Regions from separate parts of the Gossypium hirsutum genome. Here all the other regions are linked to region 3. Evidence: chromatin contacts called from public Hi-C data. All regions are on one chromosome and are shown on one strand. Each heading gives the region's core, a stretch centred on a gene start, on an enhancer-like site or on the middle of the called end of the contact. The rest is flanking DNA. Distances are from core to core; before and after follow the strand shown.

Region 1 (4,392 bases), core at 303-2,802, 140 kb after region 3:
CAACATTGAAATGCAGCAAGAAAAGAAATTCACTATTCAGAAAAAGAAAATGACATTCAAATCACCCAAAGAAACATACTGTGAAGTGTAAACATATGTTACATAATTACTAAACGTGAAAATAGCTTGAGAACTAAAAACACGAAGACTTCGCTAAAGCATGTGTCTATATTCAATTCATATAAACTGTATGCTCAGATGACCGAGAGACTATACATACCAGTTCATAAGAACATGCAGTTTCCATGAAGATCTACTCATAGTTGTTCTTTAGCATTTATACTATCCCTTGGAAGTTAGATTCTAGCTCACAGCAGATATCTCTTTTAACTTTCACATCTTGATGGCTCTAGTATACCTAAGAATCTTTCCTAATACATTAAGATTTTGAATCAACAATTACTTTTTCTTTTTCTAAAAAGGGATTACAATAAATGCAAATTGAAGAAATATTAAGATTTAAGACCATATATAAGATCTATATAAAATACAGAAACCTCTATTGCATAGAACCTCATCTACACATCAACTCGTACAAGACTTTCAAGTTTCAACTTGATTGCTCTGGTTTGTTGAACAGATGAAGGAGGAACACTAAGTGAATAAAGGTACAGAATGCTTATGAGTTAGTTGGGAAAAATCGTTAATGAAGAAAATATCTAGCACCCTTTAAGCTGCATTTGGCACTGTATCTATGAATAAAGCAACAAAAACCAAGAAACTCATAAAGATCAAGCACATTTCCACAATACAGAAAACCCTCAAAAAAAGAAGAGATAAAGAAATGGTATTACAGTTACAGATTTTATTATCGTCGTATATAGGCAATTAAGCATCTCGAAAAATCCAGAGCCAACCAGACAGATCTTTAAAAACCCTAGCAAGACCGATCATCAATCTAAAGAAAAGCCCTACAGAGAGAGAAAGAGAGAAACGAGGATCCTCAAACTCAAGCCTCCGCCTTCACGGACGACGATGAAACCTCCTCACCATTCGCTGCTTCCGTGGCTGACGGAGCATCGGCGGCGGCACCAGTAGCAGCGCGAGATTTGACAGTATCGAGCATACGCTTGCTGATCTCCTTGGAATACATCTGAAGGATCTCGATGCCATCATCGTCGGGGGAGAAGGCCGCACCGGCGACTGAGAAAGCTTCCCCCTCGATAGATTTGGCCAGGGAGGAGGCCTCGTCCTCAGGGATGGTGCCGTAGCGTTTGGAAAGTACAGATTGGGAAGAGAGCGTCTCGACAAGACGGTTGATAACGGCATCGCGGGTTCGTTGAGTGGGGGGCCAAATTCGGAGAGTAAGGTTATTGAGCTTGGCGGCGGTTTCATCTATTTGCGATTGAGCCTGGGTCTGGTGGGGCTCCGTTTCTGCGGTGGCTGAGTCTTGAGCAGTGGTGGTAGATTCAGTTTCGGCCATTTCTTTTGGTTTGGAACTTTTGGGCAGTGACCGGAGAGTAATGGGGGGATTTCGAGTTTGCGAGGGGAAGTTCTTTTAAGCCAATAAAAAATTAAAACAATAATTAGTAATTAGTATATAAGAAAGGGGATTGAATATGGGCCGAGCAACTTTCCCCATTTATATCTACATTTATTTATTATTTAAAGATAAGTAAAATATGTAAAATATTCTAAAAATTTATATTTGTATAATATTTAAAAGATTAATATCTTGCATATCCATACTTTCTATAATTATTTATTTATATTATAAATTTATTAAAAATAATGTTATTTTGAGTTCTATAATAAATAATATGTATTTTGTAACTGCTTTGTAAATATATTTATTTATTATTTATAATGTTATAAGTGATTCAGTAATATTTTTGTTTCGGTAGAATTATATATAAAGTAATTTAAATATATTTTAATTAATAATAAATTAATTATTATTTAGTTTAAATATTATATTAATAAAATTTTATCATAATTACAAATATCACGGTCAAATTATCATAAAATATTTAATGTGTCAGTTCAAGATAAACCTACAAAGAAACTTTTTATTTAATGTCATGTATCATAATGTTATTAATAACATATTTTTTTATGATTTTGGTTTGAATATAATACTAATTTTTTTATAGATAATATAATACTAAATTATGGCACACACATTATGTATAAAAATTAAATATGACTTTTGGTTAAAATGATAAAAATCAGAGGATAAATATTAAGATGCCTCGATTTAAATCCCATCGTAAGCATATAATTTTTTATATTTATTAAAATATAAAAAACATAAATACCTTTAAATATAATATATGTTGTTTTCCAAAATTCGAATTTTAACATCACTTTTTTTCTAATTGCAACGTCTAGAGGACTTGTAAGCAAAGCTAAATCACCATGCTCAAGTTATCTATTTGACTAATTGTATAAAAACTACATTCATTAACACCCTGTTTGATTCAATGTAATTACAACTCAATTCTATGAGCCCACCACAAACCCTTGTTTAATTAAATGGAATGCCACTGAATAGAGGTTGAATAGCATTCTTTGCCCCACCCTCTGAATTGTCATTCAGAGCACAGTAGGAATGTTGAAAGATTACCTTCCCCCCCCTCATTTTTTCATCATCATCCTTTCTGCAGTTTCAACTACAACATCCACCTTCAATACCTTCTCCATTTACAAAGCCTTAAACACCATTGCCCCTCACCAACTTTTTTAATCTTTTCCTCATAGGAATAGAGATCATAGAAATTTCTTAATTAGGGGCAAAATCTTCAACAAGGAAAAAATCCAGACTCAATTTAAGACCTTGGCATCGTTCATTTCAATTTTGGGTTCGAGCATCTGATATTTATACTGGCTATAAAGTCCCTTCTTTATCTTCTTCTTCTTTTTATTATTCTTCTTCTTGTTAATTTGATAGTTTTTGATTGTTGGGTAATTATTGAAATGATAGGTGTTTCAACTTCGAGTGAGTTTTGTGAAGGATCCACAAAAGCAACATGTGTTATGATATGGGTGGGTTTTTCCTTAAGGTATACACATTGATTGGTTTGAAAATGGTTCAAATTTAAATGGGTTTCTTTCTATTTTTTTTAGTTTATTTACTATTTGATTCTTATTGATTGATTTACTTGTTCTTAATTCTTTAAATTACAGTCTTCGATTTCGTGTTCTTTCAGTTCAATTAAAACGGGTTTGTCTGTTTTTACTTTTTCTGTACTGCTTGATTCTTATTGATTGTCCCTTTTGTTGATTTTGTTGTTCTTAGGTCTTTGCAAATTATAGTCTTTTCTTTTGTGTTCTTTCAGTTCAAATTTAAATGGGTTTGTATTTTTTAAAATTTTTTATACTATTTGATTCTTATTGATTGCTCCTTTTGTTGATTTTACTGTTCTTAGCTATTGACAAACTACACAGCATTTGCTTTTTGTGTTCTTTCAGCTAAATTAAAGACTAAATTTTACATGTATGTTCAAATTTGTTTATGTTCCTTTTGAAATCTTGTTTTACTTACTGATATTTCCCTTTTCACTTTTGTACTAAATACTTTTATAAGTAAATATATCATGGAGGCTCATGTACTAGTAGTCAGATTGCGTTTTGCCCCATTTACTCAAAAAATGCGCAAATTAGTCCCTGTACGTTAGGTCAAAGAGCAAATTAGTCATTTTTGTAAAAAACTTCATTCATTTCTGATGTTAAAAATTGGCGTGGCTAACAGAATAACCGGACAAATACACGTGGTGTGTCACGTGTACCCCATGTTGACGTACAATGACCAATTTTTAATAGTACAAATGGATGAAAATTTTAACAAAAGGACTAGTTTTCTCTTTGATATAATGTATAGGGACCAAATTGTTTAATTTTTTAGTAGAGGGAGCAAAATGCAATCTAACTCATAGTACAAGGGCCTTCATGAAACTTTTACCTACTTTTATTCCCAATAATCGAGTCATGGATGTTGTTCATTGGTAGGGTGATATACTGTAATTTGTTGATGATTCTATTTTAATTGCTTGGTGGATGTTTGAATTGAATTAGATTGCTCAAATTATTGGAAAACCGAACCTAGCCCCAGCAGCATGGGTGAAAAGGCTTGTTACTTTGTGTGATCAAGCCCCAACAACACCTTTAGATGATGTTCAACTTGTTTTAGAGAAGGAGTTTGGTCGAAGCATCGATGAAATATTTGAGAATTTTGATGTAAATCCTCTCAGTTTAGCATCGATCGCACATGTATTACTTTTTCATTTCTTTACCTGGCTTGAAGTTTTATATGAGCATGCTAGGAAGGGTATAGGTTTATGTATTTAAACATATAAAATCTTTAAAGGTTGAGCATTTTCATTAAATAAGCTTCATTTTGCCAACATACATCATGATATGGCACATTTGTTATTTTAATGCTACCATAAAGTT
Region 2 (4,297 bases), core at 332-2,831, 250 kb after region 3:
ATTTTTATAGATCCTAATAGCCTAGCAATATCAATTAAAATATATTATATTTTAAAAAAATTGTACAAAATTTGTAACATTTTAGAAATGGTTAAAATATGCTATTAGTCCCTATATTTTGACAAAATTTGTATTTAGTCCCTATACTTAAAAATTAACTCATATTTTCTTGATTTAAAAATCTCAATCCAATCATTAAAATTGTAAGTATTGTAAGTATTTTCAATAAAAATTATTAATTTGACATATTTGTTAAGTTGCTCTCATACGACGCGACATATGATTGACGAAAAGTTAACATGTTACATTGACAAATTTTAATTGAAACTACAAACGACAATTATGATTAGACTAGGGTTATTAAGTTGAAAAGGTAGGATGATTGAATTCTCTCACTTTTAAAGTATAAGGACTAAATCTCAAATTTTATCAAAGTATAGGGGCTAACAACATATGTTAACCTTTAGAAATACTCTGTTTAAGAAAGTAAAAACAAAATAATATAAATGTTTAGTTTTTATAATTTTTATAATTTCTATTATGATACATATAAATTAAGAATAAAAATTTTAATATTTAAAATAATCTTGAATTAATTATTATTTGTGACAATATGTTCAAAGTCAAATAATAGTGATGATATGTTGTTTAAAATTTTTAAAGAAAAATTATTATTTAAAATAGGTATAATGACAAGTTTAGTAATTAACGTTTATATCTTTTATCAATTTAGCTTTTTTTTGTAAGTTAAATTTGACTATCAACATTTTTAAAAAGAGTTAAATTTATCCATCAATTTTTCAAAAATAATAACTAAAACGTTATCTTTTTTAAATATAGCTCTTTACATGACAATTCATGTATACTTTATACTAATTTTTTGAACGTTTTATAATTTATTTTTATTTTTATTTTTTGAATATTTTTTATAATTTTAAATTATTTATTGATATGACATATAAGATAAAATATTGTCATGTCATCATGAAGTACATATAAATTATTATGTGGTTGTCATGCCAATATCATTAAAAATTAATGTTTTACTTAACATTTTTGTTACAAAAAGTAATTTAATTGTTTCTGAAATATCAATGACCAAATTTAACTCAAAAAATAAGGATTAAATTGACAAAAAAAATGTAAATTTTAATGCTAAATTTATCATTATGTCATTGAAATATTATATATAATGTTAATTTAAAAAATAATAAACTCTTATAGTAAAATTTTTAAATGAGGGTTGTTGATTTATGGATTATAAAATGTTTTATAATAATACTTAATTTATTTTTGTGTCATTATAAATTTATTAAATATTTATTATTTATTCAAATTAGGTTTATTAAATATTGTGTATTAGAAAAGTATTTAATTTATTTATTTAAATTTAAAAAATATAGTTTTTTAATATGTATTAGTTAAAAAAAATTTAAGTTAAATTTTAATTATACTTGCATGTGATTGGGTTTATGTTGCAAATAGAGGGATAAGACGGAAGAATATCGGGGCGGGTAAAAAAGTAACCGGTCCGCCCCGCCCATTGCTAACTCTAATAAAAGAACCAATTTCCATTTCTAAAGGGACTGTAATCTATCGGGTGCTTTGTCTGCAGCTGTCGTCGTTGACCGCAATCTGTAGCCAAAGTAACGCGCCATGGCTCGAACTTGGCTTCACCTAACTTCCTCCATTATTGTCTGTGCCCTGATCTGCTTCAATTTCTTCACCGTCGACGCAAAAGATCATCATCCACGGCCGATGCTCCTTCCTCTGCAACTGACCTCACGCAATCATTCCCAGCAGCGCCACTTGGACAATATCCGCCGTCATCTGCAGCAATCGGGACTCTCTTCTTCCACTCCAAACGCTCGCATGAGACTTTATGATGATCTCCTCTCCAACGGGTCTCTCTCCTATAAAAAATGTTTAGTTTTTTTCCTCTTTTTGATTTTTCGAATATTGAGTTTTTTTTTTTTGAATTTCCAGTTATTATACTACTCGGTTATGGATTGGAACGCCACCTCAGGAATTTGCTCTTATCGTCGACACCGGAAGTACTGTAACTTACGTTCCTTGCTCCAGTTGTGCGCATTGCGGCAAGCATCAGGTTCGGTTCTGTCTTGTCAAGTTCGTGCACTTCAACTTTCCCAGTTCTTAATTATAATTAATCAAGTTTGAAATTTGATGCCTTTGTTTGAATTGAGATTGAGATTATTAACTTGATCAATTTGAAACTAGCGAATTATTAGTTTAGTAGAATTTTAATTAAGTTAAATTGAGAATTTTGAGTCTTAAATTTTTATCGTTCGAATGAGAAAGTGAAGTGAGTTACGCTTTGCTGCTATTTTTAGAATCTTTGTCTAATTTCTTGATTTACAGATCTATTAGAGATTAATTTGGGAACTGGTGATTTTATGGTAATATTGATCTCTTGTTGCAATCCAGGATCCAAGGTTCCAACCAGATTTGTCTAGCACTTATCAACCTGTAAAATGCAATCCGAGTTGTAATTGTGATGATGAGCAAAAGCAATGCACTTATGATAGACGGTATGCTGAGATGAGTTCCAGCAGTGGTGTGCTTGGGGAGGATATTGTTTCTTTTGGGAATGAAAGTGAACTTGTGCCACAGCGTGCTGTTTTTGGGTGTGAAAATAGGGAAACAGGTGACCTTTATAGCCAACGGGCTGATGGTATAATGGGTTTGGGTCGGGGCCAGCTTAGTATTGTGGATCAACTTGTTGATAAGAGTGTTATTGGTGATTCGTTTTCTTTGTGTTATGGTGGGATGGATGTTGGTGGAGGTGCAATGGTTCTTGGAAAAATCACTCCTCCCCCTGAAATGGTGTTCTCCCATTCAGACCCTTTCCGCAGGTATCCTTCTTTTACAGTATTGTATTTGTTAATGCATGTCCTAAGAATTTATCTGGTTCTTGTTACGCATTCACTGTAGTTTTTGAATGTCTACAGCCCTTACTATAACATTGAGCTTAAGGAAATGCATGTTGCTGGTAAGCGATTGAAGCTACCTACTGGGGTCTTTGATGGAAGGCATGGAACAGTTTTGGACAGTGGCACCACATATGCTTACTTCCAAAAAGATGCTTTTGTTGCATTTAGGGATGCTGTAAGATCTAATAGCTTTGAGCTTCGTGCTAAATTGAGTTTGTTTGCTAGTCAAGTTCTCATTTCTATTCTATGATTAATATTTCTTTGTGGTAGCCAGAATTAGTGTCTGAGGCTTAGAAGAAGTTTTTGGTTTTGCTTGGAGGTTTAAAAGCATGGGGTTTTGTTGCATTTACATGTTCCCTAATAGATGAACGATTACTCATTTTGTCATTTATGAGTATATGACAAGCGATCTGTGGAGAAACTGAGTACAGATTCATATTAATATATCTGGGTTACAATGTCATATAAACTAGATGTCTGGGTTACAGTGATATAAACTAGCCATTCCTTATGACAACTGCTTTTTACTTTCCTAGCACTTGGAGATGCTACTTACAAGTTGGTACGATCTGCATGATTGTCCAACTTCTGTAACTTGTCATTTTCAGGTCCTGTTCTCTTCAGAAGTTTGAAGCATGTCTATTCTGCATATTACTATCCTTAAACTCATATGATCCATTTTTATAATTATTATTGGAAAAATGGTCATGGCACTTTTTCAAGGAGAAATAAAGTACTAGTAAAATATTAATTGACTCACAGTTATTTGCATTTGTTAAGTTATTGTGGAAGCCTTGAATAAAATTAACATTTTCTATGATTGTTGGGGATTGATTGTGGTCTAGCCATTTGGGATTTAGCATCCCGTGAACTGTTGCTTGGTCAGTTGCCTCCATCTTGAAAATTATGGCAGCAACGATGATTAATCTGTTTTGTACTTGCTACAACTCAAAATATTATCTGAGCTTACTTGTAGCTGTCTTAAGCTCCTTAGGTTTAACCTTCATTAACATAGAAATCAGCATTTGCACACCTGCATGGTAATGTCCAGACCTTTTCTTCATGATTATTTGGCTATGTTAATGCAGATCCTAAGGGAAGTTCATTCTCTCAAAAGGGTCCGTGGTCCTGACCCTAATTATGATGATATATGCTTTTCTGGTGCTGGAAGGTGTTGCCAATAACTTTTTCATTTTATATGAAATGCTGGAATTTCTAGTCTTCCATCCATCATAACTATTTTTCTTGAAATGTAATACAGGGATGTTTCCCAACTATCAAAAAGTTTCCCAGAGGTTGAGATGGTATTTAACAACGGAAATAAGTTATTACTGTCTCCTGAAAAC
Region 3 (3,837 bases), core at 247-2,746:
TTTGGTGGGATTAACACCAATAAGAACTAATTCTTGTAAATTGGGGCAAGATTTCGCAACAGCAATTAACCCTTGGTCACCTATTCGATTTGCTTTCCATCCATCAATGTGAAGCTTCCTTAACAAGTTGCATTTCTCTGCAACAGCTCCGAGTCCGGCGTTTGTACACTCGGGAGTCTTAACGAGGTGAAGAATTTCTAGGTTTGAACAGTTGGAGATAGCCGCAAGACCGACATCGCTGACTTGGATCCGCTCCATATGGATCTCTACCATACCCGCGACCCGTTCCACTATGAGTGGGAAAAGCTTATCCCAATCGCCAGAGCATCTAAAAAGTTTCAAAGATTTCAGATTCTTTGAACCAATAATAAGCGGACCAAAACATTGCCCATTATAAAGCTCCTTTAAGCAAATTGTTTTCAACGCCGCCGCAGCCACCCCAGGCCCAATCGGCTCAGCTGCAGCGCCGTCTGTGATGCCACGAAGTCGTTTCACGGAGAGTTCCTCGAGTGCTAGACAATTGTCGAGCACAGCGTTCATGCCTTTGGCTCCGAAAGCGCAAGAACCACAGGAGAGCTTCTTTAGACCCTTGCAGTTTTTAGCGAACGCCAACATTCCTGCATCGGTCAAGTCACGGCAAGCTCGGAGCTTAAGGCGAATCAAATTCCGGCAACGCTCGGAGATTAGAACAAGCGATTCGTCGCCTATGCTAACGGATCTACGGTCACATTTCAGAGCCAGTTTCGTAACAGCATCGAAGCGAGAGAAGATAGAAGGAATGAGAGGTTGCAGATCTGATTGTGCGTTGAGAGATAATCGGTGACGGCTCTGTCCCTCAATCAGAAGCCACCGCCGGCAAACTAGAGAGCATCGTTTTCGGTCATCGGGGCTAAGAGACTGAAAAATACAAGCCAAACACTCGTCAGGAAGATCCGAGATGAAATCCGACGATCCATCTGTGTTACTTCGTTCAAGCTCTTCAGTTTCCTCAGCTTGCATCGGACAGATCAGAGCCGTTGATTTCGGTTTTGACCGTTGGCGATGGTTCCAATCTCGACGGTTCCTTAGCTTCGCCGCCGAAACTGATTGGCCCATCTACAAAATCTAACTAAACTAAAGAAAAGAAAACAGCCACAGGGTTGTTACGGTGAGGGAAACCGTAGAGAAATACTAAAGAGTTTTCAGGCTCTTGTTCTGTTTTTGATCTTCTTGGAAATGTCCAGAACGACGGACTTCAAAATTGGATTTCATTTTGGCTTTTTTCTCGACTTTATTATTTTTATTTGCCCGTCTTTCACTTTGAACAAAATAGCCTTCCACTATTAAGTTTCTATATGCTGTTCGCATCCTCATAATACTTTTCTTGTGCTCACTCCTTTATTTTGATTTCTGATGGAGTGAAAGTCAAAAGTCGGACAAAATTAAAAATCAATGATGATGCTGTAAAAACAGAACTGGTTTGGATGAGGTTGAGCACAGGAGATGCTTTCTTTCTACAATCATATTTTATCTTTTCTTGTAATTTGTTTAGTTTTCTTAGAATTTCTTTTAAAGAATTTGGTATAGAAGTATTAAAATAAATATTTTTAAATTTTTAAATTGTAATCATTTATATATTTGTAAAGGATGATATTTACAAAAATTAAAGTATTTGTAAATTTTTAAAAAAGTAAATCATAATTGTTGAAAAAATAAATAAACTTAAACTTGTCCAAAGTTGAAAATCTGCTAGAATTTTGAGATAGTGTGGGTAAAAATATTACACCTAAAAATGGGTTTAAGAAAAAATTAGGCTCGTTTAAAATATGGGTCTAGCTCGAGCTTAACATTTAAGGCCTAAGCTCAACCCGATCCGTTTTTTAAGTTTGTAATATTTTATATTATGTTGTTTTTATATATTATGTAATTTGTAACACATAAAAATTAGATATATAGTAATATATAATACTTCTATAATGTAAACATCAAAAAAAATTAAGATGACTATATATAAAACTATAATAAATAAAAAAAGTATATAATTATTAAATATTAAATTAAAATAAATATTTTAAAAATATGGGAGGGCCTAAATGGGCTTGGGTTAACTAATTCCAAATATGGGTGGGCTTGGGCAAAATTTTAGGCCCATGATCAGGCCAGGCCAAGCTTGAGCAAGTATAAAGTGTGTTAATATCATGCTTAAGCCTAGCCTGAACCCAATCCAACCCATGAACACCTCAAGGTAAACCACACCATTAGTCACTGAACTATGGGTAAGTTTTCATTTTGGTCATTAAACCATTAGTTGTTGAACTATTTGAAAGATTTCATTTAAGTCATTAGGCTGCTAAATTTTTCTTTAAAAAAAAAACCTTTCGCCAGCGAGCTCCAAGCGGCAATTCAATGGCTAGTACAGAGGATCAGTATCCATCGACGAGTAGAAGAACATATCTTAGGTCCAAGTTGATCTGACGGTCAGTGTCGGAGATCAAAGAAAAAAGCTATTTAAATTTTGGTTTGCAGATTCGTGACGTTCAAAGCTGTTTCATAAAAAAATGAACCGTAAAAGAGAAGAGGAAAGAAAGCTTTCGATTATTGTAGGCAATGCAAATAAAGAAAGCCATATAGCATCGATTTTAACAATCCAATGACTTAAATGAAAAGTTCTGAATACTTCAGTGACCAAATTGTAACTTTTTTTAGTTATGTGACCAAAACGAAAACTTACTCATAGTTTATTAACTAATGGTGTAGTTTACTTTTAAAAAATTATAAATTTAACAAGACCTCGTCATAAAGGGCTATCGAGGTCATATTAAAAGCTCTAATCTTAAAACCTATAAACAATTCATTCCACTTGTTTAATTTTCATAGAAACCTAAAATATTCTTTTATCTATATTTTATACTATCTTATATACCCAAGATTTGTAACTTCGAATTTTGAAGCATACCATAATGATTTCCCCCTTATTGAGATCAAAAGAAGGATATGTTACTTAAAATACTACAACAATGGAGTCTTTTCTAGTGGCTTGGTGTCATAGTAATGTAGAGATGAATGTATTAGATGACAAAATCATTCTTCACTTAAAAGATGATTTCTATCACATCAAATTAATAATTTTACTTTTGTGCTAACATTCCTTTTTTATTTAATTGAATGATAAAGACCTAAGACCCATATGTTTCATCTTCATGCAGTGAAGCAACAATAACACTTAATGTTTAGTGTTACTAACGAGTCTTCTAGTGGATAGGCATCTAATAATGAGAATATTTTAGTACAATCTGGTGGAGGTCCTTGTTCAATGTTGGGAACATGTATAAACCATAAGTTTGATTGCAAATTAAGTTAACATGGTTAAAGAGTCGCTTTGAGCATCTCTTAAATAATCCAACACTCAAAGATATTCAACATCATGCTAGAGCTTACATTCTTCAGTTGATTGGAGGTGTGCTAATGCCTAAAAAGTTTAACAACTTAGTTCATTTGTGTATTTCTAATTGTTATCTAATTTTGAAGCATACAACTGGACTATACAATTAGAATTTTATGTTTTTGGCATACCTATACGAAAATGATATGTAAGGCATGCTAAGTGGAGAATAATGAAAGAAATGGTTGTCTTATGATTTCATAATTGTGTGGATGGTATAGACTTCCATGGATAGTATTTATCCCCTCTAATAATCTCATATTCCCTCTTGCAATATGGTAAAATTAAAAGCATGTGTTATAAAATATATTACATTCTAAATATTTTTATATTGGTACTAACATTTGATATTTTAACAGGTGGTCCAAGCGTTATGATCATACAACTTACTAGAAGGATAATATAGTAGCAATATG
Region 4 (4,364 bases), core at 362-2,861, 130 kb before region 3:
AAATAAAAATAAAATACCTGCATTATTATATCTTATTCAGATTAGAATCATGCGCAGTCCACCATGTGACTTTTAGACCGTTCCGAATTGTTTAATGTGGAGGCTTTTCAAGCGCGTTGTAGGTTTTCGGAGACGGTGCCACTTCATCTTCTTGGAAAACAGTTCGGGTTCTCAACGACGCCGCCGGCAGCCGACATGGGATGATACTGAACGTGCTTTCCCGTGCACAGCTCCGAGGTTTTGAAAAGAAATTTGCACAATCAGTCGCCGATCTTTGAAATGGAAGACCCATTATACAGTTTCTGTTTACGTTGAGCCTTCTTAACTTGATTAGTCTCCGGCATTGTGGGCCTACTTGGGTGAAATAATTGTTGGACAGTGTGAAATTGAATGCATTGGGAAGCCGGCATAGAACCTCCGGTACTGCACCGTAGAAGCGGTTGTGAGCCATGTTAAGCAGCTGTAACTTGGCCATACAACCGAACGACTCAGGGATGGGACCGGTCAGCCTGTTGGATCCGACGTCGAACACTGTGGTTCGGTTTAAGTAGCCGATCTCGAATGGCAGACAACCGGACAGCTTGTTACCTAGTAGCAAAACCTCAGTCATGGTTTCCCAAGCAGCCCCTATGCTTCGTGGGATAGTACCATTGAAATTGTTGTTAGCTAGGGTTAAATAAAGTGCTGGTGTGTTGCCGAGGTTTCTAGGGATTCCTTGACCAAACACATTGTTGTTAATAAAAAGAACATCAGTGTCGAAGTTGAACAAACTACGAGGGATTGTTCCAAGATAATTGTTGAAACGAAGATCAACGAAGGTTAAGTTCTTAGCACTAAGAACGTTGGAGGGGAACCCTCCGATGAACTTGTTGTTACTCAAATCGATCTCATAAAAGTAACGCAAGCCACCAAGACCTTGGTTGATGACACCACTGAAGTTGTTTGAATTGGCATGGAAGATAGCAATATCAGGCAAGTTTTGAATGAAACGATAAAAATTCAAGTTACCACCAAACCTTGCGCCATTAAAATCAATGCCTGCGAGTCCAGTTATGTTGAGGTCTGGTACAGTGTCGCAAATGAAGCCTTTGAAGAGGCAGTAGTTGTTGCCAACCCAAGTAGGGGTGTAGTTTTGAGGGTCAAAGGTAATGTTTCGTTTGAGTTCTTGGGTAATGGCGAGAATCCTGGCTCTATTGGCTAAGGGACCGGGATTGTTGTTTGGCTGGCGAGGTAAGAGACGAAGGGAAGGATCGTAGAGTGGCGGACGGGGTCGAACATAAGAGACGGTTCTAGTAGGGCGTGGTGGGGGCGAGATTGAAGGGCATGGTCGAGGACGGGGGCAAGGTTGGGCGATTCCAAAACCGAAGAAACATGTAATTAGGAGAGTGAAAGTGGAAAACAGTAGCTTTGGAACCATGATTTGGTTGCAGATGAGGAGGATGGTGTTGGGATTGTGGCAAGAAAGCAAACAGGCTGGTGACAACTTATATTGTAGCCTTTGATGTTCAACTTTTAGTCAAATCTTGTGGCTCAATTTCAGAATCCAAGACAACATGTTTCACAAACATAATTGTCTCACACCTTTAACTCAATAAAAATTAGATTAGATTATAATCCTAACAAATCCATAAAAATAGTATTAAAATGGTAAATTTAAAAAAAATGTTAATTCAAATCTCATCATTTTCATATATATATTAAATTATATATAAATAGATAAAAATAGTCTTAAAATTATATTTGTTGTCTTATAAAAATATTAGACTTTTTTATTTATTTTACAATTGAGTTAAAATTTGATTGAGGATGACATTAATACAATCAAAGTTTTAAATAAGAGTGTAGATACTAGTATATGTATATTCACGTAGTGAGTAAAATTTTTTTTTTATAAAATATATATATAAACTAAAAAAAGTAAAAATTAATAGAAAAAGGAAGTAAGATACTCAAGTGAAAATAATGTAAACTATAAAAAAATTTAAAATATATTCAAAATAGAAGTGATATAACTGAAAATTTATAGTGAAAATATAAATTAATGTAGGGGAGAATATAAAGATTTTATCACACTGCTAATAATTTTGTTTTTTTTTTTTCATTTTGTGAATTACAATAGGGGCAAAATCCTAACAGCAACTCGCAACTGGCGCGACTCAAACTCAAACCATATCTGGAGCAATGAATACTCTGGTCATCAAACTAACACACGGGATTCAATAAATTTACATTTTAATACTATTAAACATGAGCTTTAAATGTGTAATTTTTAATTGTTTTTAAATATAATATAAAAGTATGAAAAACAAAGATGACACCATAATGGTATTAATTATAATTTTAAAAGAGATGGGTATTTCTATAAATTCATAATTGAGTTAGTGATTTGATTAAGAGTGAGACCAACTTAATAAAGTGCTTAAATATATTAGATTAGATTAAATAAATTTATTTTAAAAATAATAATAATATATTTTTATATAAAATCTTTAAAAGAACTAGTCACTAAAATTTACTTTTGTTGACCCTTGAATTGTGATATTTAACCAATGTAAAATTTGAATTCCATGATCCATTTCCTTTCTTTTTACATGCAGTAAATTGTTTAATATACCCATTTAATATTACCAAATTATACGGTAAGCAATGTTATCTTTGCCTGTTTGGATTAATTTGAGTAAGCAAACACTTTTAATCTGTACATTTTGGATTTTGTGAAAATTTTATGGGGAAATGTCCAAATTTAGTGAGAAATATTAAACCCTTTTCTACATTGAAGAATTTCATAACATTTTTTAAAGCGGTATGAATATAATTATAAATAAATAATATATATTTTTAATTTCTTATAATTAGATTTTTTTAAAAAATTATAATTAAAATTAAGCATTACGATTACAAAGATAATACTAAATACCAAAATATATCGAGTTAATTGCACTAAATATTCTCAAACTATGATTTTCATTTTAAATTGGTCATCAAACTTTAAAACATTCTAATTACATCCTTAAATTATCGATGTTACACTAGTAAAGTCCTTTCATTACTAAAATTGTAATTTAACCGTTAAATGAGACTTCAGATCTTATGTGAAATAAATTAAAATAAAAAATTTAAAGAAAAATAAATATTGTAAAAATGTTAGCTTTGAGGTTTTTGAAACTTTTACAGAAACTATCGTTCAATCTCTCTCTTTTTTTTCAGTTTGTTTAGTTTTTAATTTTAAAAGTTATGAAACAACATTTTACTTTTGTTTTTATTAATTTCGTCACATAAGATTTTACGTATCACTTAATAGTTAAATTAACGGTTTCAATAATGAAATGACCTGATTGATAAAACATTAATAGTTTAAAGATATAATTAGAATATTTTGAAATTTAAAATAAAAATCAAGCAAACTAGAATAACTTGGAATCTGAAAAATACCAAAATCTAATTTACACAATTCTGGCTGTTCGTCCACGAAGGTCTATTGATCAATATTTGCTTTCTTCCTGATAACATAATTCCAACTTTATCCACAAATTATTGTTTGTGATATCCTTCTCTTTGATCAAAGGTAAGAGATGGAATATATTTTCGAATAGCATTTATATTAAATAAAAATAATTTAATTATAGTAAACCATTTTGGATAGTCCAACCACTGGATACTTAAACTAACCTTTACGTACAAATATGCATCAAAGCAGAGATAACTTTCCAAAAAGAAAGGTGAGAAAAGCAAAAATTGGGAACAAAACAAGAAAAGAAAAGATAGCACAAAGATAAATTTATTTAGCAAACGAAAGAATGAGAATAACGTTGGAGCCAAGGTTAGTGGAGCCATGGGCACTAAGTAGTTAGCAGACCTCAGGAAATAGAAAATTTCCCACCGACACTATACTCAATTTTATTGTTCACCTATTTTAATTATATAAAAAAATTTATCATCAATATATCTTTTATATTCATTTTATCATTTATGAAGATTAGTTTTTTTGGATTTGTGATTGTCTTTTCTAACAATATTTTTCCGAAGTTCTCTCTCTAAAAGTGCAATGTGCATTATCACTGTAATCAATACTTATTGATAATTCCATAATTTATTATGTGAAGTTGTTCCCCTTCCAATTTTTTTAAAAAAAAATGACCAAAAAAAAGGTAACAATAGTTCTTTTTTTATGGTAATAATAGATATTTTAAATATAAGAAAAGGAGGTGTTTAGGTTATGATATATATACAAGGGGAGAGATTCACTTACATCGGTGTAAAACTTAAGTGGTTTTACATTTTCTCGTAACTTTTTATAGGATTAATATTTTAACTATCCAATTTTCATATTTCATTCTCTATTTATGTAAATCATGCATGTCAAG

Evidence for each region. Hi-C and Micro-C count contacts between places; a contact is called where the count stands out from the background.
Region 1: a Hi-C map of leaf shows a contact between it and region 3, with 2.4 times the contacts expected there. The contact joins the promoter of LOC107922546 here to the promoter of LOC107922226 in region 3. A contact is called at or near these places in 5 of 34 Hi-C or Micro-C datasets (leaf and petal).
Region 2: a Hi-C map of leaf shows a contact between it and region 3, with 2.6 times the contacts expected there. The contact joins the promoter of LOC107922303 here to the promoter of LOC107922226 in region 3. A contact is called at or near these places in 3 of 34 Hi-C or Micro-C datasets (all in leaf).
Region 4: a contact with region 3 is called in a Hi-C map of leaf, with 1.7 times the contacts expected there. The contact joins the promoter of LOC107920923 here to the promoter of LOC107922226 in region 3. A contact is called at or near these places in 2 of 34 Hi-C or Micro-C datasets (both in leaf).

Annotation. Positions count from the first base shown.
Region 1 is chrD01:20,660,798-20,665,189 of Gossypium_hirsutum_v2.1, reverse strand. It overlaps LOC107922546 (MFP1 attachment factor 1), which reads right to left and starts at 1,552. Exons shown (of 1, transcript XM_016852629.2): 1 at 778-1,552. The coding sequence starts at 1,423. The coding sequence ends at 950. It overlaps LOC107921189, which reads left to right and starts at 2,416. Exons shown (of 5, transcript XM_041087295.1): 1 at 2,416-2,985; 2 at 4,015-4,209. The coding sequence starts at 2,917.
Region 2 is chrD01:20,546,216-20,550,512 of Gossypium_hirsutum_v2.1, reverse strand. LOC107922303 (protein ASPARTIC PROTEASE IN GUARD CELL 1) reads left to right here and starts at 1,581. Exons shown (of 12, transcript XM_016852279.2): 1 at 1,581-1,904; 2 at 1,987-2,107; 3 at 2,446-2,873; 4 at 2,970-3,126; 5 at 4,040-4,122; 6 at 4,213-4,297. The coding sequence starts at 1,657.
Region 3 is chrD01:20,798,701-20,802,537 of Gossypium_hirsutum_v2.1, reverse strand. LOC107922226 (F-box protein At1g47056) reads right to left here and starts at 1,496. Exons shown (of 2, transcript XM_016852143.2): 1 at 1-1,496. The coding sequence starts at 1,095.
Region 4 is chrD01:20,926,786-20,931,149 of Gossypium_hirsutum_v2.1, reverse strand. It overlaps LOC107920923, which reads right to left and starts at 1,611. Exons shown (of 1, transcript XM_016850758.2): 1 at 1-1,611. The coding sequence starts at 1,417. The coding sequence ends at 92.